Regions from separate parts of the Mus musculus genome. Here region 1 is linked to region 2. The links are chromatin contacts, called in public HiChIP or PLAC-seq maps. All regions are on one chromosome and are shown on one strand. Each heading gives the region's core, a stretch centred on a gene start, on an enhancer-like site or on the middle of the called end of the contact. The rest is flanking DNA. Distances are from core to core; before and after follow the strand shown.

Evidence for each region. HiChIP or PLAC-seq counts read pairs in DNA pulled down with a chosen protein or histone mark.
Region 1: a CTCF HiChIP or PLAC-seq map of embryonic stem cells shows a contact between it and region 2, with 5 times the contacts expected there. The contact joins the promoter of Tex19.2 here to the promoter of Dcxr in region 2. A contact is called at or near these places in 4 of 39 promoter capture datasets (embryonic stem cells and fetal liver), 1 of 15 datasets of contacts at CTCF or cohesin (embryonic stem cells), 13 of 484 Hi-C or Micro-C datasets (embryonic stem cells and haploid embryonic stem cells), 3 of 115 datasets of contacts at active chromatin or transcription factors (embryonic stem cells, pancreatic cancer cells and stem cell-derived neural progenitor cells) and 1 of 9 other capture datasets (embryonic stem cells).

The regions. Positions count from the first base shown.
Region 1 is chr11:121,115,772-121,120,493 of GRCm38.p6, reverse strand. It overlaps Tex19.2 (testis expressed gene 19.2), which reads left to right and starts at 1,817. Exons shown (of 3, transcript NM_027622.3): 1 at 1,817-2,306; 2 at 2,594-2,667; 3 at 2,798-4,279. The coding sequence starts at 2,874. The coding sequence ends at 3,827.
Region 2 is chr11:120,723,948-120,728,766 of GRCm38.p6, reverse strand. Dcxr (dicarbonyl L-xylulose reductase) reads left to right here and starts at 1,483. Exons shown (of 8, transcript NM_026428.3): 1 at 1,483-1,589; 2 at 1,671-1,768; 3 at 2,202-2,356; 4 at 2,456-2,498; 5 at 2,580-2,679; 6 at 2,761-2,825; 7 at 2,912-3,029; 8 at 3,160-4,221. The coding sequence starts at 1,538. The coding sequence ends at 3,263. It overlaps Rac3 (Rac family small GTPase 3), which reads right to left. Exons shown (of 6, transcript NM_133223.4): 6 at 4,798-4,819.

The DNA.
Region 1 (4,722 bases), core at 568-3,067, 390 kb before region 2:
AGCATCAGATCTCATTTCAGATGGTTGTGAGCCACCATGGGATTTGAACTCATGACCTCTGGAGGAGCAGTCAGTGCTCTTAACTGATAAGCCATCTTTCCAGCCCCTCTTGCTTCTTTTGAGAGCTGTGTTTTTTACACTAACAGTTTAGTGCCCAATGTGAAGCTCCAAAGACAATTCTTTTGTATTTTTAAAATTTTATTTATTTTATTATTATTTATGTGCATTAGTGTTTTGCCTGCTTATTTGTCTATGTGTGTGTGTCTATGTGAGGGTGTCAGATCCTGAAGCTAAGGTTAGCTGTGAGCTGCCATGTGGTTGCTGGGACTTGAACCCAGGTCCCTTGGAAAAACAGTGCTCTTAACCACTGAACCATCTCTCAAATCCTGTCTTAGTCAGGGTTTCTATTACTGGACAAAACATCATGACCAAGAAGCAAGTTGGGGAGGAAAGGGTTTATTCGGCTTACACTTCCATACTGAATGCTGTTCATCACCAAGGAAGTCAGGACTGGAACTCAAGCAGGTCAGGAAGCAGGAGCTGATGCAGAGGCCATGGAGGAATATTCTTTACTGGCTTGCTTCCCCTGGCTTGCTCAGCCTGCTTTCTTATAGAACCCAAGACTACCAGCCCAGGGATGGTCCCACCCACAAGGGGCCTTTCCCCCTTGATCACTAATTGAGAAAATGCCTTACAGCTAGATCTCATGGAGGCATTTCCTCAACTGAAGCTCCTTTCTCTGTGATAACTCCAGCTGTGTCAAGTTGACACACAAAGCCAGCCAGTACAAATCCCAATAATTCTTTTTTTTTAAGTTTTATTTTTATTTGTATTTGTGTGTGTGGGGGGGGGTATGAGTGTGCCATGTGTGTATAGGTGAAGTAGCTAGAAGAGGATATCCGACCCCCTGGGGCTAGAACTTAAGCCTGTTGTGAGCCACTTCTCCAGTACAAGACATTTTTGAATAAGAATGGCCACCATAGGCTCATATATTTGATTGCTTAGTCATGGGACGTACATTTCTAACTGTGATCTGGCAATATTTATTTGTTTGTTTATTTTTGTTTTTTTAAGACAGTGCTGTGTGGCACTGGCTGTCTTGGAACTCACGCTCTAGTATCTTTTTAAAAAGATTCCTCAGGAACCCTGCTCCCTTTCAGACAAAAAAAAAGAGGTTGAAGCGAGAGGGTAGCCCAGCGTGATGCAACTCTTCACTCAAGCTTGGATTCTTTCAGTCTCCGACTGTGATAGATCAGTTTTTCGCGCGAATGGCCATTTACTTCTCATTGTTTTGGGCACAACTGCCATTTTCCAGGACTTGCAAGCTCATGTGGCTTCAGACTCCACTTGGTCCTGAAGGAAGAGCTTTTGGAAAACTGTGCCAGCTCTCACACACTACAACTAGCTCACAACGTGGCTTTTGTGCTTCTCTGGGTGTATTCAAAGGAGACAAAAGCTTAAGTTTAGAAGACCAATGCAAAACTGGTAATAGCTTTTTAAAATACCAAATTACCAAACCCCAGAAAGCAACCAGATCTTCTACAAGAAGTGAGTGGATAAAGGGATTTATTCTTTTAATGGAGTATTACTGAAGTGAAACTGGCCCTGTGATGACAGAGGAACGTCACTACACCAGTGTCCACCCCTGTGGGGTGTCCAGAGTGGACTGCGGCAGATTTTAACAAATAAACCTCTGTGTGGTCAAGGTTGAGCTCCAGAGGCTGCTGGAAACCTTGTATCTTATGCTTGGTTTTTCCTCTGAGTCCCAGACTCCTCTAAGGATAAACTCTACAAAGAATTTCTTTAAAGAGTCTGAGAACAAAAAGACCCAGAGAGGGGCAACTGTGCTTAGCCTGCAGTTGAGAACTGAGCGAGCAGTTTCCCAAGTGTTAAAGAACTTTTTACTAAAGAGACAGGGAAGAAGGAATCGACTTTTCCAAACAAGATGTGCTGCGGGCCCAGCTCTGAACCCAGGCCTTCGAGTCCCTCGAAGGCACAGGGATGGGGACATCGGGCACCGCTAGAGCACACAGGAAGCACACAGGGTGCTCAGGTGTCCGCAGGGGAGCAGCGCATGCGCGCTGTAGGGGGCGCCAGGCCTCATGTGCACCTTGGGGGCCAGAGTGACTCAGCGCCTTCGCTTCCTGCTGCTTTGGGGCCTCATGGGAGATATGTAAATGAGCTGGAGCATCATGGCCGTTGACCCTTTATAAGGCCTTGTTGGTCCTCGCTCGGTGTTCAGTGCTCAGTGAGGAGAGCCTGGCTTTGGAGTCCCTTAGCTGGCACCTGGGCGCTCAGTCAGGGAGGTAAGGATGGAAAGGGACTGGGCCGAGGGCTGGGCCGGGTGAGCACGGTGGGCAGAGAGGAGATACTCCTGACGTAGGCTTCCCGGCCTCTTTGGTTGGTAGCCGGGTGCAAGTGTGAGGTCGGGGCCTTGAGCCCTGAGGACAACTCTGATGTCACCCCAGCCTGTCCAGAGTGAGCAGGGAGCCCCGGGGGCCAGAGCTCCAACACCCTCTCCTCAAGGGGGGCCCTGCAGCAGCCCGGGGGCTGGGGTGGGGGGAGGCAAACCTCATTTCCTCTGCCTTTCAAGCTCTCCAGACATTGGAGCAAGTGTGAAGCTGAAGAAGTTTCTGGAAGCTCAAGCCTGTCTACTTCTCCAGAGAGGTATTCATTTAATTCTCACCCAGTTCTCGTACCACTGCCCCGTATCCTGCAGCCCCAAAGCCCCTAGACCTCCTACTGTGCCCTGTTTTCTCCCGTTTCTCTCATTCTCACCTTTTCCACCTATTTCTAGCCTCTATGGTCCTACTGAGACCATCGAGCAAGTCTTCCTCTGTGTGTCCGCTTAGCTGCAGACAGACTTCTTGACCATGTGTCCCCCAGTCAGCGTTCGCCATGGGGCCAAGGGCATGTCCTGCCTCTATGGGGCGTGGCTGTACCATCTTGTCCATGGGGAACAGATGAAGATCTGCTTTGCTTGCTTCAAGGCAGCTTTCCTCGTCGTTAAGAACATGCTGGAGATGGGAGACTGGGAAGAAGGAGTGTGGGATGCTGAGCCCATGGAACTCTCAGAGGCATCGTCTGAGCCCGAGGAATGGCCCGGGCTTAGTGGGGGAGAGGGCCAAGGTCATCTGCCACATGGCATCTCTGTCTCTGCAGGCTCTGGGGCTCAGGGACCCCAGCCTGTGCCCACTGAGCTGGGGCCTCAGGAAGCTGTACCCCTGGATCTGGGTCCTGAGGATGCTGAGTGGACCCAGGCCCTTCCCTGGAGATTTGATGGGCTTTCACCCTGCTCCCACTGGCTCATCCCTCCTTTGTCCTGGTGGGAGATTTTCAATGTAAGCCCATCTCCTGGGCAACCTGTATTGTTGGAGTTGAGCCCCACCTGGCCCATGGACCCGTTGGAAGCAGAAGCATGGTTGGTAGGCCTGAAGTTCGTTTTCCTTCTGGGTGGCTTTGACGCCATTTGCTACATGCTGTCAATGACTCCCTGTTGGGCCGTGAGAACCCGTGTCCAGCGCTGGCAGGTGTTGCTGGACCCTGGTGACGTGAGAGTGGCCCAGCTGCAGAATGCACCTGAACAGCAAGACCTGCACCGCTGGAAGCTAAGCGTCCTGGAGTCCTCAGAGCTGGGGATGGAGCTGGTGCCTGCTGACTGCAGCCTACAAAAGGGAGGCTTCAAGGTGCATTCGTATTTGCCCTGGCACAATAGCACCCCAGAGTCCTGGAGCAGGGAGCCAGGGGAGAGGCTCCTTGTGGTAGAAGTTGTATCTCTGAGGGAGTTGCCCTGCTTCCGTTCCCCCTCCCCTGATCCACACAATTGAGGGACTGGTGCTTGTACCACCCCCAGGTCCCCCTCCCCCCGGGACTGAAGAGCCAGAGGTTGCCTCTCAGCCACAGGTCCTGAAGGATGTCCATCATATTAAGGGGAGGTTGTGGATCAGCCTGGGGTTGGGGCCTCAGGGAAGCTGGGTTCATCGTCCCTAGTTGACAGTTCAGTGTTCGGAAGGTTAGACTCAGCTTCATGTGCAGGGCAAAGACTTGTGTATCAAGTCTTATGGGGGATGGGTCACTGGTCCTTCCCCAGTTCTGCCCTAGTTGTAGGTGGCGACACTAGAAGTATGACACCAAGTCACGTTGGTTGACCCCGTGTTCTGCACTTGGCTTTTTCTGAGGGGCTGTGAGTCCTGGATTCAGAGTTGACTGCTTTGTGCTACTTGCTCAGTTCGTGCCCTGTGCATGCTTCTGTGTTAATAAAGTTACTGTTTTCATAGAAGTCTTTTGCAGTCTCCTCATTGGGTCCCCATGGGTCGTTGGCCTCCTCTCCTGGGTGAGTAACTAACCCACTGGCTGAAGATCCCACAGAGCTGGCAAGGGGACATTGGGTTCTCATCTGTTTGCTGGGTCACATGGTAAGTTTTTCTCAAGTGTATCAGCCACATCTTCATAACTGGAATGTACAGGACTAAAATAGAGGTAGTTTTTCCATATATTGATGAATAGTGTCTTATCTCATAGATTGACAGGAGATCACACAGGCTTGTAATCCCAGAAGTAGCATTAGAAGCTTGGTCACCTTCATCTACATACTGAGTTTGAAACCAGTCAGGGCTAGTGATAGCCCTCTCAAAAAGACAAAACAAAAAAAGTGGTTTTTTTTTTTGTTTGTTTGTTTTCGTTTTTCCTAATAATGAGAGTCATCCACTGCCTGACCCGTGC
Region 2 (4,819 bases), core at 234-2,733:
AGGGCACTTCTCTCCAGAGAGCGAGGCCTGAGCAGCTGTGTGTGTGCACCCAGGAACACAGAACAGCGACTGAGACTTGTACATGTCCTGAATCACTTAGCCACTAGTGAGCTCTAAGCAGCTGTGTCTAGGTGTTGGGCGGGCTGCCTCTGTCTCCTGGTTTCTGGCATAGTTCAGGGTTAGGAGGGGATGGCAGTGTTCACAGAATGGCCTGACAGTGGTGGTGAGTGGATCAAAACTGCGGAAGGCACACTGGGCTGCCTAGTCTCCAGTGCTTTTCTTTCCATGGATTTTATAAAATTACTATTATTTTATATGTTTGGGTTTTGTCTGCCTGTATATCTGTGCACCATGTGTAGCCTACACAGGCCAAGAGAGGGCATGGATTGCCCTAGAGCAGATGGTTGTGAGCTGCCATTTGGGTGCTGGGGATCAAACCCAAGTCCTTTGGAAGAGCATGCAGTGTTTTTAACCACTGAGCGTCCTGCAGTTGGTTTTCAAAACAGTCAGCCCATGGACGCACCTCTCCAAGCCCAAAGCCCTACATCACTCGGGGCCCTGCAATCACCAGATCCCTACCGCTGGCCAGAGTAGATCCTCAGAGCTATTGCTTTGGTCTTCCTCACCACGACTCTAAAAACAAAATATTTTTATAGGGAGACCCAGTGCACACGTGGACATTAATCTGTAACTGACTCTTAAGCCTTGGAAAGCATTGTTTGTCTGGCCAGTTCTCACATAGATCTCCAAATCCAATCCAACCTCTTATTGTCCCTCATACTGCCTATAAGGGGCCACTGACCCGATGCAAGCTGGGTAAAGTGACCTTGGGCTTCAGGTTTCCTTGATATCAATTTGGGGCTTTATTGGTAACGGTGTCTTCTTCAGACTTACCCCATGTCCGATTTTTTTTTTTTCTTTTCGAGACAGGGTTTCTCTGTGTATGTAGCCCCGCTGACCTGGAACTTTCTCTGTAGACCAGGCTGGCCTTGAATTAGAGAGATCTGCCTGCCTCCGCCTCCCGAGTGCTGGGATTAAAGTGTGTGTCACTATGTGTGTCACTACCATTCGGCTTTGAATGTCCATCCTGCCCCCCCCCCGTGCCGGCCCCCCCCCCCCCAGTATTACTTATTGGCTATCTTGATCCACTCCCGGGCCTGGGGATAGAGCACACAGAAACGGTTTTAGACATGTCTCTCAGGTTCACGAGTATCCATGAAACCCCTGGAATAACTACTATATGTTTTTAATGGAAATCTTGGTAGTAGAAACCATGCTGACCAGAACTCGCTAAGCAGATTCTGCCCTCTATAGTTGGGTCAGTCTGGTGCAGTTTGAGAAGCTGCCCCTTGGTTAGGACAGCCTTGCCTCGGTCACGCCCACTCCCATTCAGCCAATCAGCACCACAGAAGGCACTTTTATTTTAATATCCTCGCCCTTTTCAAGACACAGCCCATGTGATTGGCTCTCCTCGCCACCACCCTCGATTCCGGAACTCCAGGTCCATCTTGCCCAGGCAGGACCAGGCTCAAGCACCATGGACCTGGGGCTTGCAGGTCGGCGGGCGCTGGTCACCGGCGCGGGCAAAGGTGAGGCGGCGGGCGAGTGGCACTGTCGGGGTCGGGCTGGTTTGAAAAGGGGGTACCGGCACTAATCCTCGCTTGCCTCAGGCATCGGGCGCAGCACTGTGCTGGCGTTGAAGGCGGCTGGTGCACAGGTTGTGGCGGTGAGTCGGACGCGAGAGGACCTGGACGACCTGGTCCGCGAGGTAGGCACTGTGTCCAGAGGTGAGGAGGCGGTCGCTGAGGGAGACGCAGTGTGCTCTTCATGGCAGGCCCGGTGCCTGGTGTACCCTTCCTAGGCCAGAGGCCCTGTGCAGTTAGTCGAGGGTCCATGAGGATACCCTGGCTCCCTGAGTTTGGAAGAAACGGCTGAGAGAGCAGACCTGGGTCCAAGAATGCTGAGCAGAGAAGAAGTGAACTGCTTGGGGGGGGGGGGGGGAGCGCGGGAGGGGGCGGGTGCTGTGTCTCTCGCAATTTGCTGCTGCAGCGGGAACTCTTGACCCTTCAGTTGAAAGTTCCTTTCCAGGTCCAGTTTTCCCAGACTGCCTTTCTTCTGCTGGAAGAGGCAAACAACGCCACCTTAGGACACAATTGCAGGACACAATTGAGCATAGCCTTGCTTTCTCTCCAATAACGCAGTGTCCTGGTGTGGAGCCTGTGTGTGTGGACCTGGCCGACTGGGAGGCCACAGAGCAGGCCCTAAGCAATGTGGGACCCGTGGACCTTCTGGTGAACAATGCTGCTGTGGCTCTGTTGCAGCCCTTCCTGGAGGTCACCAAGGAGGCCTGTGACACGTAAGCCAGCAGGGGTTGGAGGAACCAAATCGCACCCCCCCATCCCCACTGCAGCCTCAGCCCTGCCCCTGACCAGGCTGTCCATTCATTCACTCCTAGATCCTTCAATGTGAATCTTCGGGCTGTCATCCAGGTGTCTCAGGTGAGCTGCCCTACCCGGCTGGCTGGCGCAGGAACTCAGAAGAAGAGAGTTAGTTCTGCTTCATGTCCCTCAAAATTTCAGATTGTGGCCAAGGGCATGATAGCTCGGGGAGTTCCAGGAGCCATTGTGAATGTCTCCAGCCAGGCCTCCCAACGTGCACTGACCAACCATACTGTCTACTGTGAGTAATTCCAGCTGAGCCCCATCCCCACCCCACTCCCATTCTTGGCCAGCTTGGGCTCCACGACAACCCTCCTCACAGGTTCCACCAAGGGTGCTCTGGACATGTTGACCAAGATGATGGCCCTAGAGCTTGGGCCCCACAAGGTACACAAGGCTGGGTAACTCCTCCAAATCTCTCCTTCTGCTCAGGGTGCCCTCCCATGTTGTTTACCTTGCTGGCATCTCTTCAGATCCGTGTGAATGCAGTAAACCCCACAGTAGTGATGACACCCATGGGCCGGACCAACTGGAGTGACCCCCACAAAGCTAAGGCCATGCTGGATCGTATCCCACTGGGCAAGTTCGCTGGTAAGTTAGGCAGGAGTCCAGACTAGAACTACACCACCTGCCCTGGTGCGTGCCTGGGCCTGGGGCTTGGCTGTGGTTGGAAGGATGAGGCAAGCCTCCCTCTATGCGTTTGACCTCTGCCTGTCTGCAGAGGTGGAGAACGTCGTGGACACCATTCTCTTCCTGCTGAGCAACCGGAGTGGCATGACCACTGGCTCCACTTTGCCAGTGGATGGGGGCTTCCTGGCTACCTGAGCCCCCTGCCCACCGACACTCTGCTCAGCTCTCTGCTCAGGACACTGTGCCCTCCGCCCCTGCAATAAAGCTCTCTGCTCAGCCTGTGTGCTGATTCTCCAGGAGGCACAGATCTGTGCTATCTGTGACCCAAAGCAGGTGTTGCCTGGTTCTCACACTTTCAGCCTTGACAGCTTGGGGTGGAAGGTAGTCGGATCTTCCAGAAGGCTGGATCCTCACGAGGTTGATCAACCTGTCTAAAGATAGCTTGTCCAGAAATTGTGGATTTTTGGTAAGAACAAAACCAGCTCCATGTGTTTTTGACATGGCTTCCCGGTGACTCTGCTTACACATCAGCGACAACCCCACACACCAGGAGAAGATAGGTGGTAGACATTACTCATTTGCCAATGAACTGAATAACTCTGTGGGGCTGGAGGCAGAGCTGTTTCGAACACGTGAACATTCCCACAACTTCTTTCTCTGCTATTTACAACATGGTGAGAATCCTGGTGTATTGTTTGCAATATCTCACTTCCAACAGCCTGGGCCACTGAAGGTCCAGCCCTGGTTGGTTTGCTGCACCGCACGGTGCAGAACTCCCACCAGAACTGACTTTTTGTTTTGTTTTGTTTTGTTTCGAGACAGGGTTTCTCTGTGTAGTCCTGGCTGTCCTGGAACTCACTTTGTAGACCAGGCTGGCCTCAAACTCAGAAATCCACCTGGCTCTGCCTCCCGAGTGCTGGGACTAAAGGTGTGCGCCACCACGCCCGGCCAGAGCTGACTTTTAAACTGTTTATCTGACATCATTTGATGAGGAGTTGAGGGGGACATGGAGCTGAGGGGGTCCATAGTAGCACCCCATACACACACTGTCATGAGATATAGAGGCTAGCGACATATATTAATCAAGGAAGTGAAGAATTTGTTAATTTTGTTCTCAGCACAACTAATTACAAACTGATATGATTTAATTATTAATAAGAGCTGTTTCACTGGCTGGCAAACTTCCTGAAAACAAACAAACATACAAACAAACAAAAAAAACCAAAAACCTAACAACCAGCCCTCTCAGTCAGCATGAACCACTTGGGTGCATCTCCAGGAGAAGAATGTCCCTGCAGGGCGTCCTCTGGTCTCATGTGCACTCCTGGGATGGCCTATAGCCTCTGAGATGAAGTTCAAGTTGCCAGACCAAAACTTTGGGCCCTCCTGGGCTTCCCCCACCCCTGCCCACCCCACCTCATACTAGCCAGAGTTGGGTCAACCTCTTTACAGACTGGTCTGGCCAGCTCAATGAGAGCCGCTGAAGCCCCCCCACCCCCAGCCCCGACTCCGTTCCCACCAGGCCCCAGGTTTGCACACGGAGACCATCCTGTATGCAGCGAAGTATGCCTTTTCCCTCACCTAGGGTGTGTTAAGCTCAAGAGTTCCTTTGGAAATGTATAGTCCGGGGCACTGTTTAGGGATTTCAGACTCTTTTGCCCCCCACCCCTTTAGGGAAATGGCTGGGGCAAGCACCAGGGCAGAAAGTAGGGCAGACAGCGAGACAAAGGAGGTGGTGAATGTTTATTGTA